Linked DNA regions of Macaca mulatta: regions 1 and 3 are each linked to region 2. A link is a contact called in public Hi-C data. All regions are on one chromosome and are shown on one strand. Each heading gives the region's core, a stretch centred on a gene start, on an enhancer-like site or on the middle of the called end of the contact. The rest is flanking DNA. Distances are from core to core; before and after follow the strand shown.

Region 1 (4,631 bases), core at 760-3,259, 89 kb after region 2:
CTTTAGTTGCTGTACCAGCAGCTACCACCAAATCTTAGGAATATACTTTAGAGATGACATTTAAAATCTGCTTTTTCAGAAAAGAAAAAGTCCCACTCAAGACTGACTGCCAAGAACTTGCAATTCAAACTTCCTTAAGCCCAGACATCATAACACCCAGGAGATTTTAGACCATTCAAGCTATATGAAAGAAGCCAGAATGAGCAAACAAACCATAGCCTTTTCTAATACTTAAAGAGTGTTCTACACCAAATACTCTTTTTTAAAAAAAAGATAAATTATTTTTAAAAATACACAAATATTTAAACACACGTATTACCAAAGCACTAGCTCTCTATTATTTCCCAACCCAGAAATTCATGGGGAAATATGCTCTAAGAACCATATGAAAGATGCCTAAATAAGCCACTATTAGAGGCCAGAAACATCACCAAGACAACCAAAAGCTGAGATATTCTTAAGGTACTTAATTAACCTGCAGCTATTTAACAGGAGAAATGATGTTAAGGTGGTCACTTCTAAGACAGCTTAAAACCAGCTTTGACTTGGTCTTCAGTTTATGGTAAGTTAAGAGATTTTGTTACCTGAACACAGGGTCTTCCAGTACAAAAGTAGAAAGGACAGCTCCCAGCCAAGATCAGAAAGACTCTTGAATCAATTGGAAGTAACTTAGAGGTGTATCACATGTTGTGATTCATTTAACAATAATTAGAACCAAAGCAAAATATACAGGGAGGCAGGTAGAACATAAGATCAATTCCTTGGCTGAGAAGTTGTTAAACATTCAAACCCAAGGATTTAAAATACTGAGAAGTCTTGCTTCTCAGGAGATCATAGTAAAGAGGTGAACCATATTTTCCTGACCACATCATTTCCAAAAGTCACCAATTCCCTTAACATCCATTAACACTCACAGAACAAATTAACGCTCTACAGACATTATTCCATCATTAGTCACATTTTGCTTTCTCCTGCACTTGATCCAAAGGAAGTAAAGAGAACATGGTAATCAGTTACTGGAGCAAGTCCTGCGCCCCACTACTTTCCATTTCCTCTCTTTTCCATCTCCTCTGTCTTCTCTGCTCAACCTCCCTTTACTATGATGTTGCTTCCTCTTTTCCTTTCTGTCTCACACCCAGATCTCCTTTACTTTCTCCACCAAGTATCCTCATTCCGCCCTCTAATCCCTTGAACTCTTCTTCCACCTACAATTTTCTTCTGCCCCCTCCTACGACATCTCGGTCCAGACCTCCTGTGGCCAGCCGTCCCCTTCTTCCTCACCTCCTGACCGCTCATTCCCCTGAATTCCCTTCCAGTTGCCTGGTTCTCACCTCTCTGTCCCTTGTGTCCTCTGTCCCTTTACTTCACATCCCTCTCATTGCCCCATCCCTCATTTCCCCCTTCACATTTCCTTCCTCTCCTGTCTTTTAATCCATTTGCACGTCCACTATCCCCTTCTCTCTCTACACGAGATTTCCTGCGTCTTCCCCCAACACATTTTGTCCCTCAAAGACCCCTCCCTGTCAGTCTGCAAACCCTCTCGTTCCCCCAATACCCCTAGTCCTTGTTCCTCTGTTCCCCTTCCCCTTCCTTTGCCCCCAAGTTACCCCTTCGCCCTAGCCTCACGTTCCCGCTCGCCCCTCTCCCTCAAACGCCCTCGCCCCTCTCAGTGCCCCCGCCACCTTGCAGTCCCCGGGATCTCCTCTCCCGGGCTCCCAAGCGCCCCCCGCCCTCTCCCCGTCCCCTCGTACCCGCCCCCCAATTCTCTCCCCGGTCCCGGGCCGCGGCCCCTCCCTCACCGATGGTGGAGATGAAGGTGGTGTTGAAGGCGTCCTCTGAGAAGCGGAACAGGAGGCAGGTCTTGCCCACCCCCGAGTCGCCGATCAGCAGCAGCTTGAAGAGATAATCGTACGTCTTCGCCATCTTCTCGCTCCGGCCCTCTGACCGGGGAGCCAGAGGAGGCAGTGGAGAGAAGCGAGGAGGGGGCCGCGGGCGAGGGGGCGTGCCCGCCAATCCGCCGCTGCTCGCTCCGCCCCGCGCCCCGCCCCTCCTCTCAGAGAAGGCCTGCGCGCCCCTCCCCGTGAGGCCAATCCGCGAGGGCTTCGTCATCACCGCCCGCGCCCCGGGGCTTCATGGGACTTGTAGTTCCTCCCGGGAGCCTCGGGCGTGCCCCGCGCGGACTGTCCAGGCGGCTCCAGCGGATAAAAGACCTGCTATGGGCGGGGTGACAGGGTGGAGGCGTTTCCACCCGAGCTGGGAAGGGACGCCCCGTTTCGAACTCTGCTGGTAGGGCCACCGGAACTTAACTTTGTAATTTCTTTGTGTGCGGGCGCCTTCCAAATCCAGGACCTCAGAATCAGAGTCCCGTAGTTCCCGCATCTCTTCCGCCGAGACCTGGAGCAGAGATGCTTTCTTTCCTTGGCGCTGCTGTGGCGCAGCCTACGGGTTATCTGCAGAGTGCATTATCCAGCTTCTCCCCCAGGCCATGCCCAGAACCACTATAACCCCCCTCCGGCAGCCCCTCAGTCACAGAGCTGAGAAAGAATGGTTACCATGCTAACTCGAACCTCACTCGTGCCCCCTTCTTCAAGCCACACAGACCAGAGCCAAATACGATGAGTATTCAAAGAATCTTTTACGCTGATCGCTCCTCTCTCCTCGCAGGAGGATGGATTTTTAAATCTGGGAAACCTTGTGCTACAGGTCTGTGCCCCATAAAACTGCAAGCGTCCTGTGAGGCGGGAACCGGGCCACGGGAATTTAGAGAGTAAGATTTCAATTTAGTCTTGGGTTTGCTGCATAACCGCTGTGACAAGTCACGCAAACACTGTACTTTTCAGTTTTCTCATCTGTAAAATGGATATGAAACAAGATACTTCATAGGGTTCTAGTGAAACTTAAATACTAAATGTGGAAGTTCTTTGAAACCCATAAGGCACTGTTAGCATTGATGGTAATATTCATTAGTCTTCAGTAGGCTCTCACTTAACTGATGACGAATATAGGGGGAAACAGTATTCTGTTATACTCAAGTTAATCCTTTATTATTTATTGTCTTAGGCTAATTCTTTGTTTTGTGGGTGTATTGTTCAGTCCCCTTTCATTTGCTAGTGGCAGAAACCCAACCGGATTAGCTGTTGTGAAAAGGGAGTTGACTGGTTCAGGTAATGTGGAAGCAAAAGGCTAAGGAGGTGTGGGACCAGGAGTCTACCCTGCCAGGGCTCTCTGTCTCTCATCTGTTGTTCTCCCTTGAAAGTTTTAATTTCTAATATGTCAAATACGGACAGATAAAACCCACATAAACAAAAGCTTCTTGGAGTCTTCAATAATTTTTAAGAGGATAAAGGGGTCTTGAAACCAAAATGTTTAAGAACCTCTGGTCCAGACGTTTACCATTTATCTTAGCTATATAAACACCTTCTGGAAGGCTAGAGGTTATTAAGGGAACCAGTGGACTCCACCATTAGTGGAATAAGAAAAGAAAAGAAAAAAAACGTGGACAGTTAGTTGAACAAGCCAGTAGGCTTTTTCAGACACATACTGTGTGCCTTGTGACTTTACGAACAGTACCACTGATAATCCATTCTCGGTCGCATTGTGGCAGAAGACTTAGTTGGCCCTGGAATTGGCCTTCATTTTCTATGTGGGTAAAAGATGAAATGTATCATCATTAACTTATTGATCATACAGTAGCCAGAGGGCGGCGGCTGCTGCTGCTGCTGCTGCTGCTGCTGCTTACGGAATGTCTCATTCCTAGAGTCCACTAGATAGGAACAAAGCTCTAATGAGGTCAAAGTCACAGTGTCTGCCCCTAATGAAGAAGGATTCTGCTCTCTGGCACAGGCTGAGTCTCCTTGCCCAAGCCAGTCCTTGAGCAAGCCTCTGAACGTGACTTCAGCCATGGTCTGAACAGTGTGGATTGTTCTATACCTTCCTCCTCATTCCTGGAAAAGAAGGGGGAAAAATTCCGCAAAGACGAGTGAAATTTCTTTCTTTTTAAAAATATATATTTATGGCCGGGCACGGTGGCTCACGCCTATAATCCCAGCACTTTGAGAGGCCGAGGTGGGCGGATCACGAGGTCAGGATATCGAGACCATCCTGGCTAACACGGTGAAACCCGTCTATACTAAAAACACAAAAAGCCGGGTGTGGTGGCGGGCGTCTGTAGTCCCAGCTACTCAGGAGGCTGAGGCAGGAGAATGGCGTGAACCCGGGAGGCGGAGCCGAGATCGCGCCACAGGGCGACACAGCGAGACTCCCTCTCAAAAAAAAAGAAAAAAAGTATATTTATTAAAATCATGTTTAGTCCCACTGTCTGTATGCAACTATTATCATTCTCTTTCTATATGAATCAAAATGTAGAAATAAAAATGTAGAATAAAAATGATACGGTAAAGAACTTAAGTTCAAAAGAGAAACTAGCATTAGGAATTTTAAAGTCCCTAAATTTTCTTAGGGGAATTTTGTTAATTGGTGGGAATTTTAAAAAATAATAATGTTGTCTTATTTTCACTTCCCCAGTTTTTCTCTGCTACCAAGTATATATAATACTGGGACTTTCTAGCTGGTAAGTTTGGGCACCACTGTTGAACCATTCAAGCATTTTGACATATTGATACTACTTCAAA
Region 2 (4,602 bases), core at 1,024-3,523:
CACTCCAGCCTGGGCAACAGGAATGAAAACTCCGTCTCCGGAAAAAAAAAAAAAAAAAAAGAAAAGAAAAGAATTATCTTAGGTGGTGGCAAAGAGGAGAACATAGAATATATACACTCGAAACTGGAATGATTTATGTAGTTGTTTTAATGCTTCCCTAGCTTGTTTGTCTCCATGACACTTATCTACCCTAACAGTGTATTTCTTGTTCATTCATTTATTGTCTGTCTCCTCCTACTATAATATAAGCTCCATGAAGCCAGAGACCCGGTCTTTTAATCACTGATGTATCCCCAGTACCTAGGATAGTGTCTGGGATTGATTCTCAAGGAATATTTTTTTGAATAAACAAAGAAAGGAAGGAAAGAAGAAATTTCCACAAGATAAAAGAACACTCAATATTTTCAGGCTGGAAATGTACCAATCTCTTGGCTTAGTACTATGTACGAGGGCACAAATACAATACTTATATTCACGTTTCAAATGACCAAATCATAACTAAAATCTAACTAGGGAAAAAAAAGGTAACGCAGGTATTTAACTTACTTTAAGAGTCTATAATATGCAAATCGGAACATTTCTTGGATATAGACAGAGACAAACGCTCCAAAGATGAGCAGATATTTCTGTGTGGGTCCATCTTTGTTGTCAGTAATGACTCTTGCCATGAACCAAACAAGGGATGAAATCAGTAGAGACACCAACCAGAAGAAAGCTCTGAAAAATAGGGGAAAAAATGTTACAAGTGAACATCAGTACAGGATTAATAATGTTTAAAAGCAGGAAAAAAAAAATCTGCTTAAGAAGGAAGAGATTTCTTGACGTTTTAATAAGGAAAAAAAAAAAAAAAAGTCCTCATAGCGATGCTCTGATCAGTTGTTCTTAACGGTGCATTTTCCTTGGTGAGACAGACATGTCCAAGAGGAATGTTGAGGTTTCCCAACAATTACTCTTTTTTCAGTGACCCTGCTATTTGCAAGTACATTTGCAGACTCTATCTGCCAAGGGCTGTCTAGCTAGAAACTTGGTTATTTGTTATTCTTTCTAACCAATGCTCTGCCCACTGAAAAGCCAAAACAAGAAAATATACAACTGATTACTGCAATTTTCATATTCTAAAAACTTACAAGAAATTATGGATTTACTGGTCCGATATCTGCAAAGATAAGTATCTTTTCCAGAAAAATATCTACATCTCTATTAAAGTGATTGGTATAAAATTCAACTTGAAAACCTGTGTTCTGGTCTGGATCAGTATCCAAGCCCTCCAGGTCTTACAGCACCCCTGGGGATTCTAATGATTATAGCAAGCTTTACAGACCTTTCCCCAAGTCTCTATTGTTTTTTAAATGACACGCAACGAACCACTTTCGTTTGTGGGAGGTGAAGAAACGCAGAAAAGTGGGAATCACTGGCCTAGTGCGGTGCCAAGAGAGACTCATCAGGGGAGGGGGATGTGGTATGTGCAAGGAAGAGCCAGGTGATGACTGGGATGGGACAACACAGTCCGGTATTTATCAAGCTCCCACAAGGAGATGTACAGTCAGGTGCTTCGGTGTTTTTACAGGTTTCCAACCTTCGGCTGCACAACGGAACCATTCAAAAGGAGCTTTAAAAAAATTTTTTCTGAAGCCCGAATCCCATCCCCTAGACATTCTGATTCAACGGATCGGGGTGGGGGTGGGCATCGGCATGTTTTAAAGCACCTGGCCACAGGTGATTCTAATTGGCAGAGGTCGCGCACTACTATCCTAGACGCCAATGGTTCTTAACCCTTTGGGGATTACAGAAGCTTTTGAGAATCTGAGGGAAATTAGGGACTCCCTCTCCAGAAAATGAAGGATGCTGACGATGCATATATGAACTTATCCATAATTTTTTTATACAACTTTAGTGGCTTCACGGATCACTAAACCCTAGCCATGGGCCCCAGGCAAAAGGCCCTGACCCCCAGTGTGCGCTTCTTCCTAAGAGGGCGAGGCGCCTTTGGGGAGCGGGATCTCCGCTCTCCCCCTCTCAACCCTCCTCCCGTCCGAAACGCAACAAGGTCGAGCCGCGCGGTGGGGGCGCCGAGGGTCGCGGGTAACCCCGGCGGGGGAGGGGAGCCCCGGCGTCCGGGTTTCCCGACGCGACCGCCTCACCCAGCGATGAGGAAGATGACACGCAATGGATCGGTGGCGATGGTGAAGACATAGAGGGCGAGCGCAGGCCCGAAGGCAATGAAGGCGCAGCCGAAGAACACGGCCGCCGTCATGGCCACCGCGGAAACCGACCCGGGGGCCCGCTGGGTACGCAAGATGCTCCCGGCGCGGGCGGGGTTCGGTGGGTGGGGCTCGGGGTGGGGGGCTGAGCCGGACGCGGGGGGCGGGGCGGGGCTCGGGGGCGGACAGGGGACGGGGGCGGACAGGGGACGGGGGCGGGGCTGAGCGGGGCTCGGGGGCGGGGCACGTGGGGGCGGGGGCGGGGCACGTGGGTCGCGGGGCGAGGCGGGGCGTGGGGTTAAACGCTAGCGCCGTGGGGACAGGGCGGAGCGTGGGCTGAGGGTGCCGGGCGCAGGGGCGGGCTCAAGGCTGTGAGTGCGGACCCCCCCCGTTGGGCCCTCCGTCCTACCGGGTGTTCAGTAGCGCCAGGGCACGCCGCAGCTCCTGCTGCCGAAGCGGGCGTCCTTGGCGACGTTAGGGCCCGAACCATCGCCGCACCCCCGCAGATACACCCCGATCGGGTTCCAGTGCCGGCCGCGAGGTGGCTAAGAGAAAGGGAGCTCCCCAGCCCACCTTCGAGCCGCATGCACCGAGAACAGGCCGAGATTCCAAGTCAACTAAAGAGACTAAAGAAAAACGTAGCGCAGGCACAAGCAGGATTCCTTTTTAAATAGTGTTTGTTTGTTTGTTTGTTTGTTTAGCACGTTTGGATAGTTGCGGGAACTTCGTACTCCATCCTGTATAAAACCTAGGCTGGGATGGCAGTGACCCCGGCGATAACCCACAGATGGTAAAATGATGAAAGAGTGGTGGAAGAAGCTGCCCTCCTCAGGGCTGTTTTGGCCAAATGGTTTTTATTTTTTTCTCAAATCTTCAAAAAAGTTGTTTTTTCAGGCATTCTGTGACCACCCTACAAGCAATAGTAACATCTCCCTGCTCCGTCTTCTCACTGTCGTTCATTTCACTTGCTTATTTTTCTTCCCCGTTAAAATGCGAACTCCTGGGGGACAGGGAGTTTGCTTTGCTCTTTGTTGCTTCCTCAGCACCTAGAAGTTCACTAATATCTGTTCAGTAAGTGAAATAATTTAAAAAGTGGAAGTTATAAACACCTGTATTAATTTCTGAAAGGTTTAAAAATTAAAACGTAAGTTCTCTGATCATTCACATCCAAGTTAGATTTTTCTTTTATGTTGAATAAGAATAATGCTTCATCGGTTGTTTTGATCAATGTGCCTGACACAGGTAAGTGCTGTGTAAGTGTTAACCACTCCTACGTAATGCCCATCATGAATAAAGATTTTGGCAATCCACATTTTAAAAAACACCAGCAGACAGATGTTGGGACCTGACCGGTGTTTTGCAGCTCACCTCTCAAAATGGTCCTTAAAATAATACAACTGCAGGTATTTAATTCTTACAGAAAAACATTACCTTTGCCCGTTTAAAAGTCATATATATTTCCATTCACTCCCACAGAATACTTCTTCAGATTCCAGTGACTGTATTTTGAATGGTCGGATCCCAGCACACCTATCAAAACTCAGGCTGAGGCAACAGTTCAGAGTGATAGATCTGCTTTGTAAAGATACGGAAAATGAGATTCCAGACGGGAGGTCCTCAGCATAACGCAGGCATGAAATGGTAATGGCCGGAATCAGGGAATTAGCAGGACTCTGGAGGGAAGCAGACAAATTTAATAGAAGTTTAGGAATTGTACAAACAGAATTTAGTGACTAATGAGCTACACAGAGTGAGATGGGGGAAGAGTCAAGGATGAGGGCTTCTAGAGATTTCGGGCTTAAGTGGATGCTGTGGAGATAGGAGGAGAGAATATGGCAAAGTAGACAGATAATGGGTACCATTTTGTTATTTTGTTGTTGTTGTTTTGGAGACGGAGTCTAACTCTGTCGCCGTCGCCCAAGCTAGAGTGCAGTGGCGTGATCTCAGCTCACTGCAACCTCTGCCCCCCAGGTTCAAGCAGTTCTCCTGCCTCAGCCTCCCAAGTAGCTGGGACTATAGGCACATGCCACCATGCCTGGGTTATTTTTATATTTTAGTAGAGACAGGGTTTCACAATGTTGGCCAGGCCAGTCTCAAACTCCTGACCTCAAGTGATCTGCCCACCTCAGCCTCCCAAAGTGCTGGGATTACAGGTGTAAGCCATCGTGCCCGGCCTTCATTTTGGATGCCTTAAGATTGAGATACTTGTAGCACTCCAAATGGAGGTGTTCAGTAGGCAACTACATAAACAGAATCAGGAGAGAAATGGACTGAACATCAGAGCTGAGACCAGAATACCTGAAGCCGTTAGAGTACATAGAATCTCCTAGATAGCTAGTAAAGCCAGAACAAGGCCTATGCCAGAACACCAACATTAAAGGTATGAGGAGAAGAGGAGCTT
Region 3 (4,594 bases), core at 618-3,117, 120 kb after region 2:
TACAAAAATTAGCTAGGCGTGATGGCTTGCACCTGCAGTCCCAACTACTCAGCAGGCTGAGGTGGGAGGATTGCTTGAGCCTGGCAGGTCGAGGCTGCAGTGAGCCAAGATCATGCCACTGCACTCCAGCCTGGGCAACACAGTGAGATCTTGTTTAAAAAAAAAAAAATGTAGTGACATGGAGTGATGCTCATTTTATAGTACGTGGGAGGAAAACTCAAGTCTACAAAAGATTATGCACAAGATGATCCCAATTAGGTTAAGTCAAAACCCAAAATAAACCTATATCCAAGTGAGTAAAAAATATTAGGAAGGATATAGGTCAAAAGTTAAAAATGTTTATCTCCAGATGGTAAATTTTCTTCTATTTTTCTGCATTTCCCAAAATGTATATTATACATGTATCCTTTTTGCAAAGACAAATAAGGTGATTAAGAACATCCAGTTAGGGCCGGATGCAGTGGCTCACGCCTGTAATCCCAACACTTTGGGAGGCCAAGGCAGGCGGATCACTTGAGGTCAGGAGTTCGAGACCAGCCTGGCCAACATAGTGAAACCACCTCCTCCCCCACCCCCCCCCGTCTCTACTAAAAACACAAAATGTAGCCGGACATGGTGGCAGACGCCTGTAATCTCAACTACTTGGGAGGCTGAGGCAGGAGGACTGCGTGAACCCGGGAGGTGGAGGTTGCAGTGAGCCAAGATTGTGCCACTGCACTCCAGCCTGGGCGACAGAACAAGACTCTGCCAAAAAAAAAAAAAAAAAAAAATCCAGTTAGGCCAATTTTCTGGTCAAGTGTCTTTCTGGTTTCTTGCCTTTTGGTCGCCCATGACACCCATCTTTCAAGCATAGAGTTTCCTCCTCAAAAATAGAGCATGCTGTCACGCGCCTGTGGTCCCAGCTACTTGGGAGGCTGAGGTGGGAGGACTGTTTGAGCCTAGGAGTTGGAGACCAGCCTGGGCAATATAGCAGGACCCTGTCTCTAAGAAAAAAAAAAAAAAAAGCAAAGTGGCGTCTTCCTGTGGTCCCAGCTACTCGGGAGGCTGAGGCGGGAGAATCGCTTGAGCCCAGGAGGTCGAGGCTGCAGCGAGCTGTGATGGCATCATTGCATTCCAGCCTGGGCAACAGACCGAGACCTTGTCTCAAATAATGATAATGATAAAGACTCCTGTTCGGTCATCGGTGACATTCGCCTTTCTCAGGCCCCCGAGTTGTCCACTCTGCAAAGTACGTGTAATCCTCAGAAGACAGAAAGGGGTGGGTCTCTTAGTGACCGAGGCACAGCAGCGAATCCGTGCTGTTATAAAAACTTATTTTCAGAACAAAGCAAACCTAAGGCACAGCCGCAAACCTAAGGCACCGCCACACCCCGCAGAAAACTTCGAAATCTCCGCCTTGGAAAGGGAAGCCAAAAGGATACGAGCCTCTTTCATAATTTCTCTGGCACGTATTAATGGTTAATAATACTGTATTTTTTAATATACAAAAGAAGAGAATAGTGGCATCGCCGCGTGTGCCCACCCCCAGAGCCAAGCGAGAGCGGCCGGGCCAGGGGGCCGGGGCCGGCGCTGAGGGTCAGCCGGGTTCCGGAGTGGCGCCGGCCAGGGTGGCCACCAGCGCTCCCTCGCCATGGCCTAAGCCCGAGGCCGCTCCCCCGCCAGATTCTGGCCTCAGGCATCGCAGAGCCCGCGGCCCTCGCCGACGAACCCGTTGGACCCACGGGACTTGGCACCCTCGAACGCGCGCCATCCCCAGGTCTTCCCTGCGCCCTGGACCGGTGGACCCGCCTTGAGGGTCCCCGCCTACCACCGAGAGGAGGGCCTAGAGCGGACAGGCCCGCCCCGCTGCTCCTCCCAGCCGCCTCTATCCCGGAAGTTGATGCCGAGCGCAGATCGCGTGCAGCTTGCCAGCGGTGTACGCTGAGAAGTCTGTGAGGGCTGGGCTTGCGAGAGGATCAACATGCCTGTAAGTTGTTTACGTCGGGCTCCGGGTTTGTTTTGGGCTTCTTTACCGAGGGTCCTATGGGACGGATGAGTCCGGCTGTTTCCCGGGCCTGTAGTGTCCGAGAGTGGCGAGGCGGCTCCGGTTGCGCAGCGTCTTCGCGCGTGGCGGGCATGTAGTGACTTGCCCGGTCAGCGCGGCGCGGCTGGCCCTGCAGGGGCGTGGGCTGCAATTCAGAGGCGGTGGGTGGGAGGGGAACAGCTCTCTGGGTAGCTTATGAGCCGTCTTGGTTTTTGATGGGTGTCCCTGAGGCTGTGATCTTTGGGTCTTTTTGCTTTCCTAGTGCTTGGTGTTTCTCTCCCCCCTGCCTTCTTTCGAAAGCGATTTCCTACTTGTTTTCCTTTTAAAAAAGCTGTCGTCGTTGTTGCTTTATATATGAATTCCGTCAAGGACGGTCGCTCAGCCAGAATTCCTGTCAGATCAGCTGTTGAGCCCCAGGAGCAAAAATCACCCGGGCGCTGGCGTTATCTGGTCTACTTCAGCAGTTTCTACTCTAAGCGAGTCCACAGTCGGGGTCACTTTCTTTTGTTAGCACCTCGACTTCGCGCAGTTTTCCCTGAAGACAGTTCATTACGCAGTTGAGTAAAGGACAGAGTTTGCCTTACCATATGTTTCCTGATCGCCCGAAAGCACTTTCACAGGGACTTGGAGAACACAAGTATTACGGAAAGTATTGATGAAAGTTATTAACAGGTTTCGAAAAATAACTTTACTATCTGAAGTGTTGCTTCTGCCGAGGATGACCTTTATTCCGGTTTTTGCATGTATATATTACGTATGGTTAAATGTGCCAGCATTGTGGTTTAAAACTAATAGTAATAATATGCTTCTTTGTTCAGTTGGCTAGAGATTTACTACATCCATCCTTGGAAGAGGAAAAGAAAAAACATAAAAAGAAACGCCTGGTACAAAGTCCAAATTCTTACTTTATGGATGTAAAATGCCCAGGTAAAATTTGAAATCTTAATTCCTTTACTAAGGAAAATTTCTGTAGGGATTGCTAGTGTGATGTGTATAGGTAAGATACATTAGAACCCTCTGTTGAGTAGACGTGGGATTACAGAATTGGAAATGTCAGGGACATTTTCATAATCAAGGTACTGAAACCACTGTAGAAACATTTCGGGGTAAGTGAAAACGGGCATTCAAAGGAGATATGCCATTTGAGTTAGTCTTTAAGCTCTTCAGATGATGAGTTTTCTATTTCATGATACAAGGAAAAGTCTGTTGATATTTTGGAAATATTAAGTTTAATAAAATATATTATTGATTTTACCTGTTTTTAAAAATTTTGTGTCGCTGCTAAAAAAGTTTATGTTACACATATGGCTTGCTGTTTCATAGCACTAAAGTTCCTAATTTTTTTTACATATTACCGGAAATGAACAGGTGCTGTTTTCCTCTGCTTTTCACTTTAACATGCCTTTTTTTTTTTAGGTTGCTACAAGATCACCACGGTTTTCAGCCATGCTCAGACAGTGGTTCTTTGTGTAGGTTGTTCAACAGTGTTGTGCCAGCCTACAGGAGGAAAGGCCAGACTCACAGAAGGTACATCATTTGGCATTCTCCAACCCAGTGATGAGATTTATGAGTATAAATGTCTCCATCTTCACTGAAAAGTTTAAAGAAATCTTAATGATTACCAAAATAACTTATCTTTGGTTGTGTGCTTTCAGTAAAGAATGTCCTGTTCAAATGGATATATATATACTCTTGACCTTGCAGGGAACTCCATTGACTTATTTTTCTTAGTTTAGAACACCAGTTCTTTTATATTTATTCACTTAGTTTGCTTAACTTGGAATAAATTAAAGAAATCAGAATAGAAGCAAAAGAACAACTACATGTTATAGGACATACGGTTTTTTTGTTTTGTTTCGTTTTTTTGATTAGGAGTCTCGCTCTGTCACCCAGGCTGGAGTGCAGTGGCGCCATCTCGGCTCACTGCAACTTCCGCCTCCCGAGTTCAAGCGATTCTCCTGCCTCAGCCTCCCGAGTAGCTGGGACTACAGGTGCCCGCCACCGTGCCTGGCTAATTTTTTATATTTTTAGTAGAGACAGGGTTTCACTGTGTTAGCCAGGATGATCTTGATCTCCTGACCTCATGGTCCGCCCGCCTCGGCCTCCCAAAGTGCTGGGATTACAGGCATGAGCCACCTCCCCGGCCAGGACATACGGATTTTTAAAACCATATAGAATTTTAAAATTTCTTTTACAAAATTTTGTATTTAGTACATATAATAGTTTTTTTTTTTTAATCATTGCCAGCTAAGCAACAGATAGCTAATGTGTAAGTTAAAATACCAGAGTTTTTATTTTTATGAGCAACTGCAATGATTAATATAAAAACCTAATTTTAATTCCTCTTTCACTTTAGTGCAATAAGAAAAAAATTGTATATATAGTTTCCATAGTAATACTTGTAAATTTACAATTCCATAATGATGTTAGAAATTTGCTTGTGATATTTTGGGAAGCTGTAAGTTCCATGTTCTCACTGGAAGAGTTCAAGTGGATTGGCAGCAAATCGGACATCTATTTGGTGTGACCTGGTGAAATCTAAATATGAAGTCAGCACATGATATTTTCACA

The links. Hi-C and Micro-C count contacts between places; a contact is called where the count stands out from the background.
Region 1: a Hi-C map of cortical neurons shows a contact between it and region 2, with 3 times the contacts expected there. The contact joins the promoter of RAB8B here to the promoter of APH1B in region 2. A contact is called at or near these places in 4 of 14 Hi-C or Micro-C datasets (CD4 T cells, cortical neurons, fetal cortex germinal zone and 1 more).
Region 3: a Hi-C map of cortical neurons shows a contact between it and region 2, with 3 times the contacts expected there. The contact joins the promoter of RPS27L here to the promoter of APH1B in region 2. A contact is called at or near these places in 4 of 14 Hi-C or Micro-C datasets (cortical neurons, fetal cortex germinal zone, fetal cortical plate and 1 more).

What each region holds. Positions count from the first base shown.
Region 1 is chr7:40,519,465-40,524,095 of T2T-MMU8v2.0, reverse strand. It overlaps RAB8B (RAB8B, member RAS oncogene family), which reads right to left and starts at 2,009. Exons shown (of 8, transcript NM_001257955.1): 1 at 1,800-2,009. The coding sequence starts at 1,923.
Region 2 is chr7:40,609,143-40,613,744 of T2T-MMU8v2.0, reverse strand. APH1B (aph-1 homolog B, gamma-secretase subunit) reads right to left here and starts at 2,273. Exons shown (of 6, transcript XM_001105067.5): 1 at 2,142-2,273; 2 at 547-717. The coding sequence starts at 2,254.
Region 3 is chr7:40,488,120-40,492,713 of T2T-MMU8v2.0, reverse strand. RPS27L (ribosomal protein S27 like) reads left to right here and starts at 1,867. Exons shown (of 4, transcript NM_001193433.1): 1 at 1,867-1,966; 2 at 2,842-2,950; 3 at 3,440-3,550. The coding sequence starts at 1,961.